Linked DNA regions of Danio rerio: region 2 is linked to region 1. The links are chromatin contacts, called in public Micro-C maps. All regions are on one chromosome and are shown on one strand. Each heading gives the region's core, a stretch centred on a gene start, on an enhancer-like site or on the middle of the called end of the contact. The rest is flanking DNA. Distances are from core to core; before and after follow the strand shown.

Region 1 (7,263 bases), core at 1,760-4,259:
TCGGTGCCACATAGCCTGTAAACGGTAGTATCGTCATTAATGGCTACTTTGGTAGCACCATGATACTATGGCTCCAAAATACTGACGGTGCCACTGTAGCCTGTAAACGGTAGTATCGTCATTAACGGCTCTACAATAGTTAATATTACATACTGTGGCTCCAAAATACTGATGATACCACTGTAGCCTTTAAACGGTAGTATCGTCATTAACGGCTACTTTGGTAGCACCATAATAATATGGCTCCAAAATCACTGAAGATGCCATTGTAGTCTGTAAACAGTAGTATGACTATTAACGGTTGGGGGGAAAAAAAAATCACTTAAATGCTTACACATTTGTGCTGGTAAATAATCAATTGACTACTTTATTTTAATTTCATTTTAGCTATCTGCATATGTGTCGTAGTTTGCTGCAGTCATGACAGATCATATAGTGTGATCAAAGATTGATTTATTTATTTTATTATAGCAGTAACAACAAGAGTCACAGTATGTACAAAAAATAGAAAGTCTGTACAAATAATGTTTTCAATAATAAGGGAATTCTGAATTGAATTCAAGTAATATGAAATAAAAAAATATAGAAGTTCTGACAATTTGCTTTATTTCATAGATTTGAATAATGAATTATTACAGTATCGTGATTCGATTTGGGATCATGATACTTCAGCTGGTATAGTATTGTGGCCTGGATTTATGGTATAGTGACAACTCTATTTGGAACAAGTTATTGGTGAGTAATTGATAACAGAATTTCTGTTTTGGGTGAACTAAACCTGTAAAACAATTTTGAAAAAAATAATTTAAAAACAGTTGACTAAAAAGTTCTTTAACATTTTAAAGCATCACGCCAAAATGGCTCTTCAGCGGCACTGCTGTAAAAAAAAAAATACTATTTTAGGAGTGCTTATTTTAAACAGTGTGGGTATAAATACCATTATATCAGTCATAAATATGACCTCCTTCATAACCCTAGTGTGGGGTTATCGAGAGCAGTCCTGTAAGACAAAGATGCTGAGTGTTGCTGAGTGTGTATGTAATGAGTTAATGAGTCTGTCGCATTAACTGACCCAAGTGGAAAGTCATGGGACATTGTGCTTATGCAGCAGGAGAGTCTGCAGGGAGATCAAATGCAATGGGAATTCTTTATTAATTGCTGATGTCTTGTCAAGCGCTGTCACTAGTGTAATAAATTACAGTTGACATGAGATCTCTGTATGCTCATTTGGAAATTTCATGTTTCAATTTGAATGACATGCACTTGGTTACTCTATGAGCAAAATTAATGACGTGCAATTTTTGTAAGTTTAATATGACTGGAGATGTGGAATGACTAAACAACAGCAAGCTAAAATGAGAGAAAATTATTATTTTTTTAAATGTCATGCACAAAATGTATTCCTTTTGCACTGAAAAGTGTTCAGAGGCACTGCTGTCAAGTATATTATAGATAGGCAATTGAACGTAAGGAAAACTGACTGGAAAAAAAGTGAGTGCCAGAGACACCTTTTCAAAACCATGACACATAGGACAAGCGATTGAGACTTTCACACTTGCTGTGTCATATACTACAGTCAAATACTCAACCCTCATATGAGGCACAGCTGTAAAATAAAAAAATAAAGCTTCCAGTGTCATCATTTCAGGAGAAAAATTAAGAGCACACAAAATGTTCATACAAGAATTACTCTCTTATTTAGTAAATACACCGACTGTGCCACAAATACAAGCCAAATCCATAATGAAATAGAAAGCAAAACCAGATATATTTACTACATTCTTGCATCACGAAAAACAGCTTTTCTGAAACCAACAGTAGTAGGGCAACGTAACCTGATGCGCACTGTTTCTAGTACCTGAACATTTTTTAGAGGAAGTAGAAAACAGGTTTCTCAAGTTCTATAATACTAGTTACTGGTACAATATCTAGCTCATTATCTATTGTAACAATATTTCCTTTTGAAAGGCTATTCCCCACATGTGCCTTTGAGCCAAAAAACACTGAGGGTAAAAGCTGGTGGCTCTGATAATAAGAGCGGTCTGAAATCCTGCAGGACTCCTGCATCTGTCTCCAGCATAAGACACCTCAACAGAAGGTTTTCCACTCTGAGGCTCACAGCCAGGTACATCACAGAGTCCAAATCACTTTGCATTTGCCTGAATTCAAACTAGAGGTAATAAAAAGGGGTGAATGGAAAATGTCCTATAATAAATGAGAGCAAGCTAGAATAGATATGACTTCATTCTTATGCTACATTAGCAAACTATGCAGGAAATAATGTAGACACATTTATCTCAGAGTCAGAATTAATTATGGCACACGCTTTAAAACAAAGTGGCTAATGATGTCAAGGTTACTGTGTCAGTAAAAGTGCAAAACTTAGAGACTGTGTAGTAATCCATCATTCCTAAGATCTTATCAGCAATGTGCTACACTAGAGACCTCACCTCACCTAACTGGATTCTACAGAGGAGATAAAAAAACCCTACGAGGGAGGCAACGGTTATACAGAATAACTTTCTTCCGCTATAGGAAACGCGTGCTCTGCGTAAAAGCAACTCCACCGGCACGGGTAAACACACACACAGCCATGTAAAACAACACGAGAGTTTACTCACCGTTCGGTCCATATTTATCAAAATTATTTTTCACTTGTTCCAGCGTGAGTCCAGTGTTTTCGTTCACACCGAAGTTTGCTAAAACTTCTGATGCAGATTTAGTGTGGGCGTTTTCCATCTCGAGGAACTGTTTACTACGAGCACTTGAACGGCATGTATTGGTGACAAATGACAGCGAGATCGCGGACGGGCTGTGAGAAGTGGCCAAATGTCCACCGAGGTGCTTTCAGACTGCCAAGCGGAGGTGGTAGTCTGCGCGGACGTCCACCTGCCCCTTCTGCAAGCCGCCGGTTTGAGCCCGTGAGAAGCTGCTGCTCTGTGACTGACTGGCGGAGCTCGAGCGATGTGGATGCGCGTGCACGCTGCTCTGAAGGTGCGCGAGGTTCCCGCCTCTTTTTCCGTGAGCTCGCGTGTTTGAGCGCCGTCCGCGAGCGCTTATTGGCTCGCCTCACCTGAGAGAAGAGAAAGGCGACTCGATGTGTGCGTATGAAAAAGACAGCCCGCCGTAACCGAGAACTGCGCCAGCCTGATAATACCCCGAGTCTCAGGAGGAGAATGAAACGATGAGCAGTTTGTCGTGGATGAAGGAAGCTCGTGAGGTGACTGTGAGTTCCTCCAAACGCGTCATCTGTGAGCTTGAGAAACCGTCACAGCTCAAACTTGTCAGTTCTGATATCTTTCTAGAAAATATTAACTATTAACTGGCCGTCATGAATGAAAATAAGTACCCACGATGGATACTGTACTTTGGCATGAACAAAAAGTTTCAGCGTTTAATGTACAGTGCCTACACCTTTAGGAATATGCAGCGTTGTGCATAGACAGTTTAGAGATTTAGTTTATCTTTATATTATATACCACTCACTCACTGCTATCAAAACATCTCATATTGCAAACTGCAAAATTATCATCTAATAATTCAAATGTGTGGCATTGAGAGCTGCCGCCTTACAAGAAAAACATTATTGTTGCAGCATTGAACTGCACAGAGGGGGAGATGGATTTAGAACAAGGTGCTCCAGTTCTTTCCTGGCTCATAGTTTCTCATCTGTCCCTGTGCAACGCCTATATATAGAAAATATACACTGCTAAACTCGTGATAAAACAAGAAACTTTATAGGCTACATCATCCTTGCCCGCAGAAGTGATAGGAGATCATTGGGAAAGTGAGGTAATGGTTAGGTCAAATCTGGCATCATAAATGAAACTGGCAGCCCCATCTGGCTAGACTTTTCACCTCTCAGACTGTTTTCACACTTAGTTTGATAGCTTGGTTTGAACACGAGTTCAGTTACGCCAACCTCCCCCAGTCCTCGCTGGTTCCTTTTCAGATTGTACTTCTGGGTCATGAATAACCTCACTCCAAAGTCAACTACAATGGTCAAACAAAAGTTCTGCAGCAGTTAGGGTCATGTGATTTACAATTGCGGTTTACAAATGTTTACAAATTTATTAGGATGCAAATCTTGAATATGAATAAAAATATAAGCATGCCATGAACACACCTTCAATTCAGAGTTTTTGGAATCATGGATTGTGACAGATATTAAAGTATTTTTTTTCATATTGTGACGCAGTTCCAGAAACAGACTTTTAAATGAGCAAACACATGGCTTGTTTTTACAACCGTGAGCTGAATGTACGTAGTAAAGTAGGTATTTTATTCAGAAAGATTGGCAAATGGGATTTAGAAGAGTTATTGCAACCAAACAGATCCTCCTGCTCCCCATTTCTGTTAGTTATCAAAACTGACAGTTGGAGGGGCGTGGTCAAGTATGATAGCCACACCCATTACCTCAAAATCACATAATCTGATGAATTAACTGAAAACAAACAAGAAGTGCATTTTCAGATTTCAATTAAAGATTAGAAGGGCAAACAATTTTTATTTCCTAATGACATGCGCGAATGTATTGTTCACCACAAAACTAGAAATGTGAGCTAACAAAAGATTTTTGATAATCAAAAAGATTATCTTTCTTTAAAATATTTAAAGTAACATTGAACTCCCCTAGTGGGCCCTGTATGGTCCCTAAATTGAAGACCAGTGGTTTAACGTTGGAGAGTTGTTTGAAATATATATGACCAATGAAATCTTTAATACCTGCCGTAGGGTGGTTTTTGCAATATTTTTGGGTATGGGGGCATATACTCAAACAGTAGCAGCTACTACTGTATGTTTAATATACGTTTAATACTGAAACAATAACAACTTGGGATGAGAACATGGTTGGGATGAGTAAACCATGTTCACAACTTTATTAATTTATGGCATTAGACTTTTTGCCAAACCTTGTCAGGTACAGTGATGAAGTAAGAAAAAAATTGAACAGTGATGAAGTTAGAAAAATTCAAATACATTTTTTCAAGAGTTCACACTTATTTATTGCTTGATATTAATAGCAGGTTTGGCATGCTGTCCCAGGAGAGAACCCTGAGCTTGGAGAAAATTGAGCCCAGGGCTTCTGGCTGGACAGTGACCATGTAAGGGGGTACGAGATCAGGTCTTAAGAGCTCCCCCTGGTAAAGAAGGAAAGGGAGGAGATGGGGTGGATAAGGGTTCATTCAGAAAACGAATATAACGGCGTAAAGCGCGACAGGCTATTTATTGTGAATTTTGAATAATCCGATTGGTTTATTAATGATTTCAAATAAGAGACCAGCTGCAATTAATCATATCACGTGCTCCTCTTAAAATTAGCTTGTGAAACTTTACTTCTAAGAGATTCACTGTTTCAAAGTGACAATAAAAAAACATTACTGAGGAAATTTGCTGTATAAAGCTAAATGTGCATCATTTAAAAAAATCTTAATGCAACATATAGATCTGTATTGGACAAAGAGTAAAGCTGTTTTAACAAAGCTCTCTCTGAGAATTCTGTAATACCCTACTTTAAACCCATTGCTTCTGGAACACAATGTGCTTTTGAGGACTATATTTATCTCAAAATGGCCCAGGTCTCTTTCCACCTATCCAGGTCATAATCAGTACAGGAGCTCTGTTTAGAAATAAGCTTTGGTGTGCTGATCTAGGACCAGCTTCCGCCGCAGAAAAACCTTCATCACTACAGTATGTTCAGATAATAAGCAAAGGGTGACGGGCATGTACTCAATAATGGTGTTCTCAGCAGTTACACTCTGGCATTTCATAAACTGAACTTGGAAAAAAGGCTACATTAGTCAACATCATCGTACCACACTGGTGATCAGTATTCAGACCACTTCCTGCTGTCGATTAGTTTAGATATTGACTTCCGTCTTAACACCACATAAAGTTGGACAGAGGTCTTCTTGGGTTAAGCCAGTGACTTGAGGTATAGCACATGGATGCCAATTGATGGGTCAGATTGCATTTGAAAAGAATATTAATAAGACATCATTCTTATTAGTTTCAACCCCCCATGTTTAGTAGTATATCCAGCTTTAGCATTGGTGATGTGTCTCTTTCAGGTTTCCAAATGATGCTGCAGAGACCTAATTCTTTTGGCAGGGACCTAGGAGAGAGCATGAAGTATCCAGATAATTTGACCACACAGTGTCATTATGGATTCTCAAATAAAAGCAGTGGGACTTATATAATTGAAGTCTCCTTTCCACTAAAAAATAAAACATAAATAAAGAGAAGGGAAACCCTTGAATGCCAGAGTCCTTACGGAAAGGAAATCCTTCCCCCTTTTCCCCAACACTTTTACCACACTGGCATACAATGGATGTCTGTGCAAGTTACAGTTTCAGACACCAAATTTTCCACTCGGCTTTGCGAGCCTCCCAGCTGCATTTGCCTTTAAGCCTGGCTGATCTCACCATCACTTTGCATTATGGAAATCAGTTCCTAAATAGGTTTAATTTTCTTTTTTTGTATTCCATTCTAGACATATGTTGTTTCAAAGGGGATGCTCTTCTCTCTATCTCTCTCATTTCTGCTTTCTATTTCTTGTGTAAAGAAGAAAATCTGGCAATATTACATTATTAATAAAGATACATAATAATGGCAAAATAAGGACGTAAAATTTGTAATAACTGCCATAATAATAGCTGGGAAAGCGGCGCTGTGATATCTGCGACAGGGACACTACTGCGGTACCTTCATTGACTTTGACTCAAGGAGATTTGGAGTGAGACTACTCCCCAGACTGCAGCAGCTGCACCTGACAGAGTGAAAAAACGAACGAAAGAAAGAATAAAAAATGATCAGAAAGAGAGAGACTGTGCACATCCTAGCATCCCCTACACTCTGTCCCAATCAAATACATTGTACTTCATCTTCCTTTCTCTCTCCCTTCTACACACACAGACTCCAAGCACATTACATCTGTGACGCAGCAGTCATTTCACAGGATGGTACCAGGGGATGCCAATGCGCCGTCTGCCAGTTTGCCTGACAGGAATAAAAGATGAGCAAAAGAAAAGGGGAGGAGGAAGAAACAGAGGTTTGGCTGAATTGCGTTGCAGCAATTGTGTAATCATTAATATCTGTTGTAGATATTAACATTGTAAAACCCAGAAAACTTTTTGAATGGAAGTTTTGTTATGGTTTATAAACAAATTTCAGAAGAAGCATGAACAGTTTTGATGAGGCTGATTCATTATTGACAATCGTTCTATAATCCAGTCAGCATAAGACCAAACCCCTATAAATAGT
Region 2 (7,263 bases), core at 2,947-5,446, 76 kb before region 1:
CTTGCCACCAGTGGCTATTGACAGAAATGCCTCTCTTCCGTTTTCGTAGGCCAGTAAAGTTTTGGACTGGAGTGGAAAGTTTAGCTAACCTCTTCATAAACTCCCCGGTTATCTAAATATTATGCTTTGCCTCTGGGAGTCTGTGTCACACAAGTTTCTTTTTTGGAAAGAAGAAGCATTTAGGGGTCAGCAGAAGAAAGAGAACGATGCTGGTCATTCACTCTTCCAGGGAAAAATGTTTTCCCAAAGGGAAAAAGCCCACTGTTCCCAGTCTCCCTCATGCAGCAGTGTGGGACAAGTGACTGCTTTCTATAAACATCTGCAAGTGTGCGGAATCTTTAAGCCCTTTTCTCGGTCCTTTTTTAAAACATCAACCTGGAATTTAATAATGACGATAGTCATAACATAAATTAATATATCAAATTATACAGCAGCTTTTCCTATTTGATAATCACTCTTTATGTACTCTGAACGTAAAAAGTTATTTTAAAACTTTTTTATTTACAGCAGTGTCAGTCGGAAGTTGGTAGGTACAAATTTGTATTAATTATTCATTGTAATATAGTGAGAACTGGTCAGCTTTTTAGAGACCAGGTATCTGGCTGACCAATCAGGTTTAATTCACCCCTTCCTATGTGCTTTCCCCAGCTGTGTGTTTGTTAGATAATGTACGCACATGTGCATTTGATAAAACACTAATCAACAAATTATTAACAGTAGTAATAAATAATAATAAACAAATGTGTAGATTGCAAATTAACATAAATAAAATGTATTGCTTTAATAGCTGTTAACTGACAATAACTATAATTATAAATGATAAAGCGCAAATCTGAAATAGTCTATATTGAATTATTTCAAAGGCCGGTAATGTCTCAGGACAGTAATGACAGATCTTAATAGAAAAGCACATTGGTTACTTGTGGTTTTTCATACTTTAGGTAGGGGATTTTCAAAATATATTCAGTGGTGCGTGTCTGAAGGGTGTGCAAGCAGCATTGGATGATTGATATATATATATATATATATATATATATATATATATATATATATATATATATATATATATATAGAGGGAGAGAGAGAGAGAGAGAGAGAGAGAGAGAAAGAGAGAGATAGCTCTGCACCGCTGTATTGATTATGCATGTTATAAGCAAAAACTAAAAAATTCTATATATATGTGTGTGTGTGTGTGTGTGTGTGTGTGTGTGTGTGTGTGTGTATATATATATATATATATATATATATATATATATATATATATATATATATATATATATATATATATATATATATAAACAGAGAAAAGCAGGGGGTGTTTAAAAGAACTGACTGCTAGTTTCAGTGACTTACAGCACTTCGAGAAACCCATGCTATGAGGGACTGTCTAATGGAGAAATAGCCCATAATGAGCAGACAAGACAACCAGTGTAAAAGAAATTTCAATAACCAATTTCCAATAAATAAAAAGCAGAAAAAAGTCATTAATTACAAATATTAATTATAAGTACAAGTAAATACAATAGTATTTTAGTAAACGTGCAACAAGAAGTCAACAAAACCCTCAGTTAATAAAATGAATTAATTCACCATTCAAAGAAACTGAAAAAAAAAACAGTTAAGAAATCCATTAATCTGCTTGTTTTTTATTTATTCATTTTTTTAAGTTAAGCAATGATAAACTAAACTAAAACATCATAAATATTTACTACATAGTTACTGTAGTATTGTATTAGTAGCAGTAGTAGAATAACTAAAAAAAACACAAAGAAAAAACACTTTGTCTAAAGCCTCAACTATACCTCTCTCTATATATATCTATCATTTCTCATCACTTTCAGCAGAAGTAATGTGCTCTTTTATTTCAGTTGGTCTCATATCCTCCTGCACCCTGTGGCTCTTTCTTACCAAGTTGCAAGCTGCAGCTCTGTCCACTTTACTGAGTCCAGATAGGTCTGTTTTAAACACGTTCATCTTCTCCACCAGCGTGGTGAGTGCGGTTTCCGTGGCTTCTCCCACTTTCTCATACACTCCTTTGGCCTGTGGTACAGAATAAGAACATAAGTGTGTAAACAAAATATACAGTACTGGTATATTCATTTTAAACACAAGCCTGGAGTCAAGCACCCACTTTTGAAATGATAGTTGCTTTGCACTTTAAATGTCAAACGAAAGCAATAAAGCAAATAAGCAAGTAAAAAGCAATGCAACCTCATACTGTATAACTGTATAACATTAAAATTAGGGGTCAGTCAATTTGGTCACACTTTATTTTGATGGTCTGTTTGTTGAATTTAAGTTACATTGCAACTAATTGTCATTGTCATTGATGGTTTTTACCATCAAAATTGTTACATTTTTAAACATCAAAAGTGTTACCGTCAATTTTCATGTCATTTTAAGTAGTTTTGAAGATTGAAAGAGGATTTTAAAAAGGAAAAAAAATCCATATCAAGATTTTGATGGTTAGGTAAACAGTTAATAAATTGCATATGTTTGATGAAAATAAATGAGGAAAATCCATGTACATTAATGCTCAGATAATGCTCACTAAGGCTTTATTTAATTGACAAAATAGACATACATATGTAAAAACAGTCATCTAAAATAATAATTTCCATTATTTCTTTTAATTATTATTAATATATTTTATAAAATAAATATTTTTCCTGCATAAACTGAATTTTCAACATCATTACTAAAGTTTCAATTCCACATGATCCTTCAAATGTCATTTTAATTTCCTGTTTGGTTCATAATAAACATTTATTATTATTTGATTTGGTTTTCAGACTACATGATTAATAAAATGTTAAATAGGTCAAGATACAAATTTATGTAACATGTTTATATTGTCACTTGTGCTAAATTAAATTTGAATTGGAAAAAAAAAGACATCAAAATTTTAGTGATCATTATTTGTTAATGCAAATCATTTCAAAGTTCAAAGATTTTAATTTAGTTTAATTGTAAGTACCAATCTTTAGAATTTACAGATTTCACTTATTAAAGTTTGTAATGCACCAACGAAACCAAAAACATAAAGTGATTTAACATGTGGAACATTTTAATTAGATGTAATAATCAAGGCAGCACAGTGGCGCAGTTGGCTAGCACAATCGGCTCACAGATAGAGGGTCACTGGTTCGAGCCCCGGCTGGGTCAGTTGGCATTTCTGTGTGTAATTTGCATGTTCTCCCCGCATTCCTGTGGGTTTCCACCGGGTGCTCTGGTTTCCCCCACAGTCCAAAGACATGTGGTATAGGTGAATTGGGAAGGCACAATTTTCTGTAGTGTGTGTGTAAATAAGTTTTGTGTGAAAGTTTCCCAGTGGTGGGTTGCAGCTGGAAGGGCATTGGCTGTGTAAAACATGTGCTGGGTAAGCTAGTGGTTCATTCCACTGTGGCGACTTTTTTTTTTTACCAGTAAATATTTTAGAATGCACAATGAATATTCAAACTGATATTTCCTATAGAATTGGTTTACAGCTATTTACTGTAGATAACGTTTGGTAAAGATATTGTAAAAACAGTGAAAGCATTAACTAACTACTTAATGAAATCTTGTAATTTATTAGTTACACTATTTATTCAATAAATATTTATGAACTTATGTTTATGATTAGATCATTTTAGCTAAGTTCAATCCATTAACAAATATTTTTTAAAGAATGTGTTATAAAAAAAGAAAGATTTAGATTCACAAATGATTTTGAACTGTTTTCATTGTTAGTTCATATTTATTAATGTAGTTAAACAATGTTCATAAATGAAGCTTTGTTATAGCCTGTTAGTGGTTTATTTTAAATTTTCATGACTTCCAAAACCATCTATCTCTCACAGTTTATTCAAGCCTCTAAAGTTCACAGTTCACTTCATGACTCTCTCTTTAGAAATATTTGCATTATTCCAGGAAGGAGTCTGCTGTGGTAGAGGAACATGACATTTGATCAGATAGTGAACCATTTATCATATTTATCAAAACATGGCCGGAATACACTGAGAGTACAACTGTGTTCAAACACCTCGCTAGTTACAACAACCAGTGCCATTTATTATTACTCTAGCGATGACCTTAAACTCTTCAACATTAGATCAGAGCTTCCTTCAACAACAAAAACACGTTTTAAAAATCTCCGGCTTGTCTTAACTTGCGGCTGTCCTTTACCCAACCTGACAACCACAGAGTATAAATGATATTACGTAACGCTGTAAACACGATACCATGGCAATGGCACAGAGGTGAGAAATGCAAGGCAGAGGTACAAAACAAGCAAATTAATAAGCTGTCGTTCAGCAGAGTGAACACTTCTAAGAGCAGAACAGGACTTGAAAATACCGAATGAGGCACATTGTTGAAACCAGAAAGGTAAATATTGTAAGGAGAAGATTCAAGCACACGTTACTGACCTCATTATAGTCCAGCGAGGAGTCGTTGCACAGGGAGCAAATAGTAGCCAGTTCCACCAGGCCATCATAATCTCCACACTGCACCTGCTTGTCAGCTTTCAGCCTGAGCGAGACACAGTCAATGCAAGATCAAGTGATGGAAATACAAAGTTAGTATCCAGGATTTTGGGTCGAACTGAGCAGATATTTTGGGAAGGATGAGAATGTGTGTGTTTGTGTACTCTTACACTTCTCCCTCTGGAGCGTATGTTGAGCCGCTGATGGTGAACTCGTGCAGGGAGCAGCTGCTGTCATCAGCTTTATTGACCACAAACATCTAGAGGAGACACCAGAGAGAGGAGATGCACTTCAGGATTCGCTCTTCTCTTGGACAATCAATCTACTGTATTTGACTTTTTTCAACCCGTTGTTCATGATGATTCGAAAAGGATCTCATATCTAAATTATTTTAAGGAGACTACACTCGTAATATCAAGATGATTCAATATTTTGTGTTATTTGAACATAAATTGAGGTTGAATAAGGATGATCCACTGACCAGAAAAGTCACCAGCCTTTTTGGGACCAAAACATGCATTTGTTTGTTTGTTTGTTTATTTTAAACAACGATAAAATAGTTTGGGTGAAAGTTTTGTCAATTCATTTTTGAAACTTGTTCAAAGTGTTCAAAGTGATCAATGGCTTGTAGGGAGTAATATTTTAAAAAATGTTTATGTAAAATAAATAGTAATTTGTTAAATAAATTAAATGCTTTTAATATATTTTTTTTAAAATATATTTTGATCCTTTGATGGTGGAGTTGAATTTTAAGCAGCCATTACTTCAAACAAAAGTTTAGTGTTAATAATATATTGATAACAATGATAACAATAAAGATAATTCTAATAATGATGATGATTTTGATGACAATATTATTAATAATAATAATGAGGATGGTGATGATTATAATAATAATAATAATAATGATAATAATAATAATCATAATATATATGACAATAATTATAATAATGATAATAATAATAATGATAGTAATGATAATAATCATAATGATGATAATAATAATGATGATGATAATAATGATATTATTATTATTATTAATAATAATAATAATAATAACAACAACAATAATAATTATGATAATAATGATGCTATTAATGATAATAATGATGATAATAATAATGATGATGATAATAATGATATTATTATTATTAATAATAATAATAATAATAACAACAACAATAATAATTATGATAATAATGATGCTATTAATGATAATAATGATGATAATAATAATAATAACACAGATGATGATTATGGTAATAATGATAATGATAACAATAATATGATAATAATAATGATAATGATTATAATAACCATGATAATAATAATAAAGATGATAATAATAACAATAGAACTAATAATAATAATGATGATGATATTGATGATAATAAAATAATAATAATGATTATGATTATAATAATAATGATAAGAATAATACTGATGATAATGATTATAATAATAATGATAATACTACTACTGTACTACTACTACTACTAATAATAATAATAATATAAATAATAATAACAATATTAATATCGATGATAATAATAATAATGTTCAAAGTAGTTTCTACTATCAAACAGACTGACTGAAAATAATATTAAAGCTAGAAACTAAATAATATACTGTAGATATTTTTCATTAATTTCCTTTTAATTTGCAGGCCATAAGTTTACCAATGAAAAGTGGCTATTGCAGTATAAGTTGGAAAACAACGAAGAGATCTGTGGATACTAAAACATGATTTAAAACAAAAAAGTTCTCATCAGCATATGACAACAGCTACAAACCTCAACTACATAAAAAACAGAAAAGAAGAAAAGAAAACAACCATCAACAGACAGTTATGACTCCACCCAATCAGCGCTGGGGTTTCCCTCATCCTGCGTCCAATCAGAGGGAGAGCAATTACATCATAATGCACTGGCGGTGGGAGGTTCCTGTGTTTAGTGGCCTGGCATGAGCTTGTCTCTCTGAACCAGCACACAACTGCCAACAGACAACACTGTCTACAATAAACCACTGCCTCCTACAGAAACGTCTGCTTTCACTGGACCCAATCAAAACAGAGGAGTGGACAAGAGTGTAACCAATCGCTTTACCCATGTTCTGGCTGACATTTATCCAATTTTATGATAATTAACCCCAGACGCTGCACAGTTTTGTGTTGTCTTTGTGGCAAAATTCTACTGCATGAATGAAGAAAATCAAGTGATTCTGGTTCCTAGAGTAAACACCAACAAAAAGAGCTGGACGACACAAGAGGTGAGGATGAGTTCAGCTGACAACATTGGCCAAACCCATAATGCAATGCTTCAGTGTTTTTGTCAGAGTCTTTGTCATGACATTTATCATGCTGAAATGAGGCAGCAGGCGTAGTTGCAGCCCTGGGCGAGTTTCAGGAGAAAAAAAGAAAAGAAGAGATGTTATTTCCTCACCATCCTGTTCCTCCAGTGTATGAAACAGGTGGATGGTGGAATGAAACTCATAATAAAGCCAATTTAGCCAATGCCATTGATCGCAGACCCTAACTTTCAGTTCGGTTGACAGCTCTGAAATGGAAGTGCACGCTGGGAATGAGGAAAAATGAGTCCCGAATCTTACGAGCCACCGTAAATAGTGATTATGCAGTAGGTGGACTTGCTGAAATGTGTTTTATCATGATTGAAAGCCACTGCGGTCGGTTTCAATAATAGCATAGACAGTAAAATATACACACAAACAAATTCCAAAAATAGGTTATGCAGTCAGCACTCAAAACGAGGCACCTAAAAACAATCATCTTAAACATACA

The links. Hi-C and Micro-C count contacts between places; a contact is called where the count stands out from the background.
Region 2: a contact with region 1 is called in a Micro-C map of caudal fin, with 7 times the contacts expected there. The contact joins the enhancer-like site here to the promoter of atp2a3 in region 1. A contact is called at or near these places in 3 of 18 Hi-C or Micro-C datasets (caudal fin, hematopoietic stem cells and an unstated tissue).

Annotation. Positions count from the first base shown.
Region 1 is chr5:31,779,655-31,786,917 of GRCz12tu, reverse strand. It overlaps atp2a3 (ATPase sarcoplasmic/endoplasmic reticulum Ca2+ transporting 3), which reads right to left and starts at 3,009. Exons shown (of 21, transcript XM_692016.11): 1 at 2,622-3,009. The coding sequence starts at 2,739.
Region 2 is chr5:31,857,099-31,864,361 of GRCz12tu, reverse strand. atp2a3 (ATPase sarcoplasmic/endoplasmic reticulum Ca2+ transporting 3) reads right to left here. Exons shown (of 21, transcript XM_692016.11): 9 at 4,637-4,725; 10 at 4,410-4,512; 11 at 1,909-2,040. Among named protein-coding and RNA genes, the nearest start is that of atp2a3, 77 kb to the right of the region's middle. Within about 2 kb of position 4,196, at least 3 of the 62 cell types and tissues checked have an H3K27ac peak or open chromatin away from gene starts, as enhancers often do. A contact at or near this core is called in caudal fin, where this site is marked.